Linked DNA regions of Rattus norvegicus: region 1 is linked to region 2. A link is a contact called in public Hi-C data. All regions are on one chromosome and are shown on one strand. The core of a region is the stretch at or near the end of the contact, and the rest is flanking DNA. Distances in the headings are between cores, read along the strand shown. Region 1 holds the start of Zfp870 (zinc finger protein 870). Region 2 overlaps Cyp4f17 (cytochrome P450, family 4, subfamily f, polypeptide 17).

What was found. Hi-C and Micro-C count contacts between places; a contact is called where the count stands out from the background.
Region 1: a Hi-C map of psoas muscle shows a contact between it and region 2, with 2.4 times the contacts expected there. The contact joins the promoter of Zfp870 here to the enhancer-like site in region 2.

What each region holds. Positions count from the first base shown.
Region 1 is chr7:12,652,649-12,656,109 of GRCr8, reverse strand. It overlaps Zfp870 (zinc finger protein 870), which reads left to right and starts at 1,790. Exons shown (of 4, transcript NM_001163062.1): 1 at 1,790-1,903. The coding sequence starts at 1,901. All of the region lies in intron 1 of Ftl1l5 (ferritin light chain 1 like 5), which reads right to left.
Region 2 is chr7:12,184,379-12,187,862 of GRCr8, reverse strand. Cyp4f17 (cytochrome P450, family 4, subfamily f, polypeptide 17) reads right to left here. Exons shown (of 12, transcript NM_001191986.1): 9 at 2,611-2,744; 10 at 2,474-2,538; 11 at 2,238-2,320; 12 at 1,139-1,897. The coding sequence ends at 1,720. Among named protein-coding and RNA genes, the nearest start is that of Cyp4f5, 8.5 kb to the left of the region's middle. Within about 2 kb of position 1,737, at least 54 of the 93 cell types and tissues checked have an H3K27ac peak or open chromatin away from gene starts, as enhancers often do.

The DNA.
Region 1 (3,461 bases), core at 541-3,040, 470 kb before region 2:
TTTTTTGCTGTTCTTTTAAGCCAGTTTTTCTGTATAAAATTCCACTTTCTCCATGACTTGGTGACTTGAATGATAGGCATTGCTTGTTTGTGTGTTTTTATGTTATTGGTTGAGTATGGGATCAGAAAAACCTTGGCCACCTGCCTCTTTCCAAATTCTGAGGCAAGAAAAAAATAAAAAAAAAAAACAGTGTAATAGGGAGGGAAGAAAGTCATCGAAGGAAAAAATGCAAGAACAGACTCAGTTTGCCCTGGAAACAGTGTTCGACGGGTATACTTGATTGTCAACGTGATACATCTAATACGCATCTCTCAGGCAGAAAAACACGCCTGTGGTCTAGATTGTTTTCTGGAATGGAGAAAAGACGTTTCTTTTAACCCTGATCTTGACATAGTGAGGCATACCTTCAGTCGGATCTAATCCAGATCTAATATGGGCTACTCCTTCTGCTGGAAGCCTATTTAAGGTATGGAAGAAAGAAGCCTTTACTCTCGGCCTGCTCTCTCCTGCCTTGCTTGCAAGCCCATTCCTACACTGGCTTTAGAGCCTACTTCTTTGGGAGTCTAGCGTCAGTTGAACACCAGCCGAGACATCCAGTCTTGTGTACTGAGCAACTACTGGATTCTTGGACTTTCTGTACATAGCCGGTCATTTGCTAAAGAACCCCACGGTGGTTTGAATATGCTTGGCGTGGCCCAGGGAGTGCCAAGATTAGGAGATGTGGCCTTGTTGGAGGAAGTGCGTCACTGTGGGGGAGGGCTTTGAGGCTCCCCGTGCTCAAGCTCTGCTCAATAAGGAAGGGAGTTCCTTCCTGGCTCCCTGTAGAAGAGTCTCCTCCTGGATGCCTTCAGATTAAGGTGTAGAACTCTCTTACAGTGCCATATCTGCCTGGACTCTGCCGAGCTTCCCATTATGACGTTAATGGACTGAACCTCTAAAAGCTGTAAGCCAGCCCCAGCTAAATGTTTTCCTTTATAAGAGTTGCCTTGGTCACGGTGTTTCTTTACAGCGATAAAACTCTAACACACAGCAAGAGCAGATGTTTATTGGCCTGAGAAATTGAAACCTCCAAACCTGAACGTTATCACAAAGGGTCTGAAAATCAGTTTTCAAAGTAGAGAGCAGGACAGGGAGGCCGTGACTTCAACAGGCCTAGAGACTGGGTTTCTGGAAAAACTTGTCTTCTGTTTGTTATTGTTCTTTTGTTTTGTTTTCGAAAGTGCAGGGTGAAAGACAAGTCAGGTTGCCTATTTTCGTGAGTGTTATCGTTGGAATGTTTCCTAAAGTCTTGGGCAAACTGGCGGTATGGTGGTGGGATTTGGGAAGATGGGGGCTGGCAGAGGGGTTTCCTTTAATAAGGCCCTTCCTCCTAATCCTGCTCAAAGCAGCTCTTTGAGTTGTCTCCATGACCACTGAGTCTGGAATTCTCTTGCTCTGACTCCATTCTTAGGAGGGAGAATTAGGAATTGCCCACTGCGCATTGTTACAAGCAAGTGGACAAACGCGCCGCTTACATGCAGGCTTCCACCCAGACAGGGATAGAACGCTAGAACGCTAGGGCTTCAGTGAGTGATCTGCTTGCTAATTTGCCCAACAAAACTAGTATCTCCTGTCATTAGCGCTCCAGGACGCGAGCCAAGGGCTCGCTGGCCTATCGGGATAAAGGTTAGGCTCGCTGGCCTATCAGGGTAAAGGTTATTACTTTAGTGCCCGAAGTGTCCAATGAGGAGTATGCTTCTTACGTGAGGGAATTTATCTGACCTAGGTCTGTTTCCTTAACCCCCAAATTAGGCATGTTTGTTACTTGGAAGTACATCCTGGATCCCAGGTCTAGATATCAAAGTCGCCTTCTGTGACAGCAGGAGCGGCAGGAAGACACCAGGACACTCCGTGGCTGGAAATGGTACGTTCGGCCTGTGTCTTAGATGTGGGGAGGATGCTGCTGCTGCTGCTGCAGACGGAGACCGCAGTGGGTACCGACCTTCCGAGATAGCGGAGTCTACAGCAGAGTCTCATCTGGCTCCGCTGAGAGCCGTGGTCTCCCCCTACCTGAGCGCTCAGTGCTGCGGCGTCTAGGGTCAGCGGGGCTTCTCAACCAGGGTCTCTGCAGTCTGAGCGGTTCGGGTAAGAGGGTCCTGGGGAGCCAACCCTGGGAGTTGGATTGGAGCTCTTGTGCCGGGGATGGAGGTGGGGCTGCATGGATAGTGATGGTTAGAACACTGGTCCTTTTACTGCCTCGTCCTCCCCCGAAAATCCCGACATACCCCATGCAGTGTCTCGGAGCAGCTACTCAGAGCACATTGTGATTCTGAGTGTTGGGGTAAGGGGGTGTGTGGAGAGCGGGATAGAGACATATTGGAGCATCGAGTGGCCCCATCCTTTCTGGAATAAAAGTCAAGTGCCCATAGAGCAGTGGTTCACAACCCTCCTAATGCTGCAGTCGTTTACAGTTCATGTAGTGATCCCATCCATAAAATTACCTTCGTTGCTAATTTATAAGTGTAATTCTGCTACCGTTGTGAATCGTAATGTAAATATTTGATATGCAAGATATCTAATAGACAATCCTTGTGTTGTCCGCCCCAAAGGGGTTGCGACCCATAGGTTGAGAAACACTGTCTTTGCAGGTCTGGGAGAGATGTAAAAATATACAAAGGTGGCCACCCGGAAGTTACAGCTATTTTTATTATTATTATTATTATTATTATTATTATTATTATTATTATTATTATTTGGAACTGGGAACTGGGTGGTTTTTTACATCCAGGTGTATTATACCTGCAGGAATAGAGGAATGGTCAGGCTGCACAGAGCAGTTCTTTATGGCTAGGGGACTATTACCCTCCCTGCACAGCCTGACTCAATTCCTAGTGGCCCGAGGCTTTTAACCCACAAAGAGCAGCTGCAGTTAAGGTGGGTAAAACCAAGCCTCTGTGGACTCTTATGGTGGACTTGCCGGTGGCTTAGAGTCATAGCTTCAGTGTTTTCTGTTTGTTTGTTTGTTTCTGTGATGGAAGTGGAAGGCTTTTCAAGACTGAGTTTCCTGGACTGAGTTGTGGCCCAGGCTGCTCTCAGACTCAGAAATCTGCCTGCCTCTCCGTGGGGTGCTGGGATTAAAGGTATGCGCAAGAGCACCCAGCTTTAGGGCTGTAGTCTTTATCAGTTCCTTTTCCATTGTCTTTCACACTGCCCTGCTTAGGTTAATTGTTATTCCTGTCCACACCCTAAACCTTTTTGAGCAATTAACGCCCCTCATCCCTCCAGAACTGAAGGCTGTTTCTCCCTTCAGGGCTTCACCATGGCCGCCTGAGTCTTGATGCTGTAATTCACCCAATGAAGCTTTTCTCAGCTCCCTTTCTGCCAAAACCTGTAACATCAATCTTATAGTGACCCCAAGAGACTTGAGCCTGTTATGTCAGCAACAGACAGACATATTTGTGTTATTGAAATTGGCATTCCCA
Region 2 (3,484 bases), core at 488-2,987:
CAGAGACACCAGCTGTGATGCTTCAGTTTTCTGTCACAAAGTCAAGGGACTCACTGCTGTCAACCCCTCATGAGTTCTCTCTCTCTCTCTCTCTCTCTCTCTCTCTCTCTCTCTCTCTCACACACACACACACACACACACACACACACACACACACCACAGAAAACCTAAGAACCAGGAAGGTTTTTAGCTCACTGGTAGAGGATTTCCCAAAAACCCAAAGACACTCTATAGATAAGGACAGAACACTAGAAAATTTTTTAAAAATCAAACATTTTTGCTCTTAAACTATTTCTCTTTTTTCTTTTTTTAGATTTATATTTTATGTATGTGAGTACAGTGTAGCTGTCTTCAAACACACCAGAAGAGGGCATCAGGTCCCATTACTTACTGATCCCTGTGAGCCACCAAGTGGTTACTGGGAATTGAACTCAGGACCTCTGGAAGAGCAGGCAGTGCTCTTAACCTCTGAGCCATCTCTCCAGCCCATCTAAAGTCATGTCTCAAGCCAAAGATATATAAAACTCTGGTTTTTAAGTTTTGAGACAAGGTCTCGCAATGCTGGCCTCAAATTTTCAACATAGCCAAGACCAGTCTTCAACTCATAAAACTGTTTTAATTCCTTCCTGGTAGGAGGAGGGAAATCAAATCCTAGAAGAGACACAAGAAGTGTGTGTGTGTGTGTGTGTGTGTGTGTGTGTGTGTGTGTGTGTGTGTGTGTGTTTCACATACAGTCATGCTCATGAGGAGGTCAGAGGTTTATTCAGGTGTCTTCAGTCATCACTATCCACCTTACTTATCCCATCACTTCCTGAGATAGTGTCTCTTACAACATGGAGCTCTGATTCAGCAGGACTGGCTGGCCACTGAGGCCCTGGAATCCTCCTGTCTCCCCACTAAGCCACCTCCCCAGCCCAAGGAAGAACAAGTGGGAACCTGAAAGGACATCACCACACAGGGAGCCTGCAATGTGATGTCATTTTAAATTTAAGCTGCCTCAATGGTCTTAGACATCACAAGCCTTGGACATCATTTAACATCATTTTGAAAGGCTCCCAGACTTCTCTCCTGGGAAACTTCCCATCATTCTAATAAAAAATACCTTCAGATATGACAGGCACAGTGGTGCACTTTCTTTTTTTTTTTTTTTTATTTATTTATTATATATAAGTACACTGTAGCTGTCTTCAGACACACCAGAAGAGGGCATCGGATCTCTTTACAGATGGTTGTGAGCCACCATGTGGTTGCTGGGAATTGAACTCATGACCTCTGAAAGAGCAGTCGGGTGCTCTTAACCGCTGAGCCATCTCTCCAGCCCAGTGGTGCACTTTCTAATTGCCACTCGAGTGGTCAGGCCAGAGATTTGCTGCAAGTTAAAGGCCTGCCTGCAGTATCCACTGAAAGCTGAGACTCTGTCTCAAACACAAAAGAAAGAAGTAAACTGCCTCAAATCTGCCAGTAAACCTTATATCTCTCCTGCTTAAAGATCTATGGTGCCTCCCTATTGCCAAAGGAACAAAGGCCTTTCTTGAGCTTGGGTGCAACTCTCATCAGTCTGTGGGCCCGGTGGGTCACCTAGAAAGGCTCTTGGACTCAGACAGCAGCCCTAGCCAGGCTCCCAGAGTCTGTTGTCCTGCAGCGCCCCCTGCTGGCTCTCGGTGAGGCTCCGCTTTTTCTGAATTGTGCAGAGGAGAGTGACTGGGACATTAGATGGTGTTACTGAGCGCCTGTGCTCAGCGGCTCCACCCGCAGCCACAGCCCGCCCTCCGCGCGCAGGATCAGCTCCGGCTTCCGGCGCGGCTCCTTGTCATCTGGCAGGAGTCGGAAGCGCAGCAGCGTCAACGCCACCGCCACCTTCATCTCGTTCATAGCGAAAGTCTGTCCTATGCAGTTCCTGCGGGAGAACAGGGTGGGGACTCTGACTTTACTGAGACCTAACCAGCCCCCAAGGTTTGAACTGAACTAGTCCCTGTCGTGCCACGCCTGCCCGAGAGGCCGAAGGTGCGCTGATGATCCTGGGGAATCCAAGTGTTGTGTTGCCACTTCCAACGCTCTCTCAAACTCAGTGCCCAAGACAGATCAGGACCAGAAGAGCTATGACCATAGGGCTCTCGCCTTTCACCTCCAGCCCGGCTCTATAGACCTATTTCCTGAGTAGAGGGCGGGAAGGAGACCCAGAACCAACCATCCCAACTTCCCCTGTCCCCTCAGTTATCCAAGGGCTTTCGCCTCACCTCGGCCCGGCAGAAAAGGGAATAAAAGCCAGAGGAGACCTCTTCTGTGGGTTTTCTGAGTCGAAGCGGAAGGGGTCATAGACCTGAAGATCAACCAAGACAAGGCTGTTGGGTCAGGTCTCTGTGCACATCCAGCCAGTCCCAGTGAAGATGGATATGGAGACAGAAGAGTGAGAGCTCTGGTTTTCCACACCCCTTCCCCGGGTTCCAGAATTAGAGAGTGGGTAGGGTCACACCTCAGGGTCTGGCCAGACTGAAGGGTTGTGATGAACCCCAAAGATGCTGATGATACAGTCGTTTCCTTTTGGACAAGAAAAGAAGTCAGTGCTGCCCCCGGGGACCAGTAGGAGCCACCTCCCCATACTGTCCACACCTTTTGGGATGACCCGGCCGTCTGGAAGCACAACGTCTTGGGTGCAGCATCGGGAGATGACTGTGACTGGGGGGTGCAGCCGCAGACTCTCCTTGATGCACATGGTCAGGAAGGGCAGCTGGGTCAGGTCGTCCCTAAGAAACCACCATGTAATTATCCAGGGTGCAAAAACAAAGTCCTCGCCTGCTAGAATCCTTGTCATTAGAGGGCTAGCACCCATTTTTGATGACCTGAATTCAGTAGCCAGACCACACAAGGTGTTAAGAGAGAACCAACTCCTACCCAAGAGTTGTCTTCTAACCTCCACACATGCCATAAACTTCATGCACACACACACACACACACACACACACACACACACACACACGCATAGTACTTACTGGCCAGCCTCACTTGTTTCTCTGTGACTATGAATCCAAAGCCAAATTTAATTTAATTTAATTTAATATGAATCAAATAAATTTGTTTATTATTTTTATTTGTGTGTGTGTGTGTGTGTGTGTGTGTGTGTGTGTGTGTTGTGTAAGCCAGGGGTCACCATGCGCATCTTTTTCTATCCCTCTATATTTTCTATTTTGAGACAGTGTCTCTCACTGAACATGTATTTTGGTTAGACTGGCTGGCCAGCACGATTCCGTTCCCCTGTGTTCCAGTGCTGGCGTAGCCTTTTACATGGATTCTGGGAACTCAAACTGAAGTCTTTATGCTATCAGCAATCACCCCAGCCATGTTTTATGGAATTTACTTTGCTTAGACATAATGTGTCACTATGTAGCTTTAGCTAGTCCAGAACTCCATGTAAACCGGACTGGCCACGAGCTTAGAGCTCCACCTGCCTCTACCCCCCGTCCCTGCTCCTGCCCCCTGCTCACTA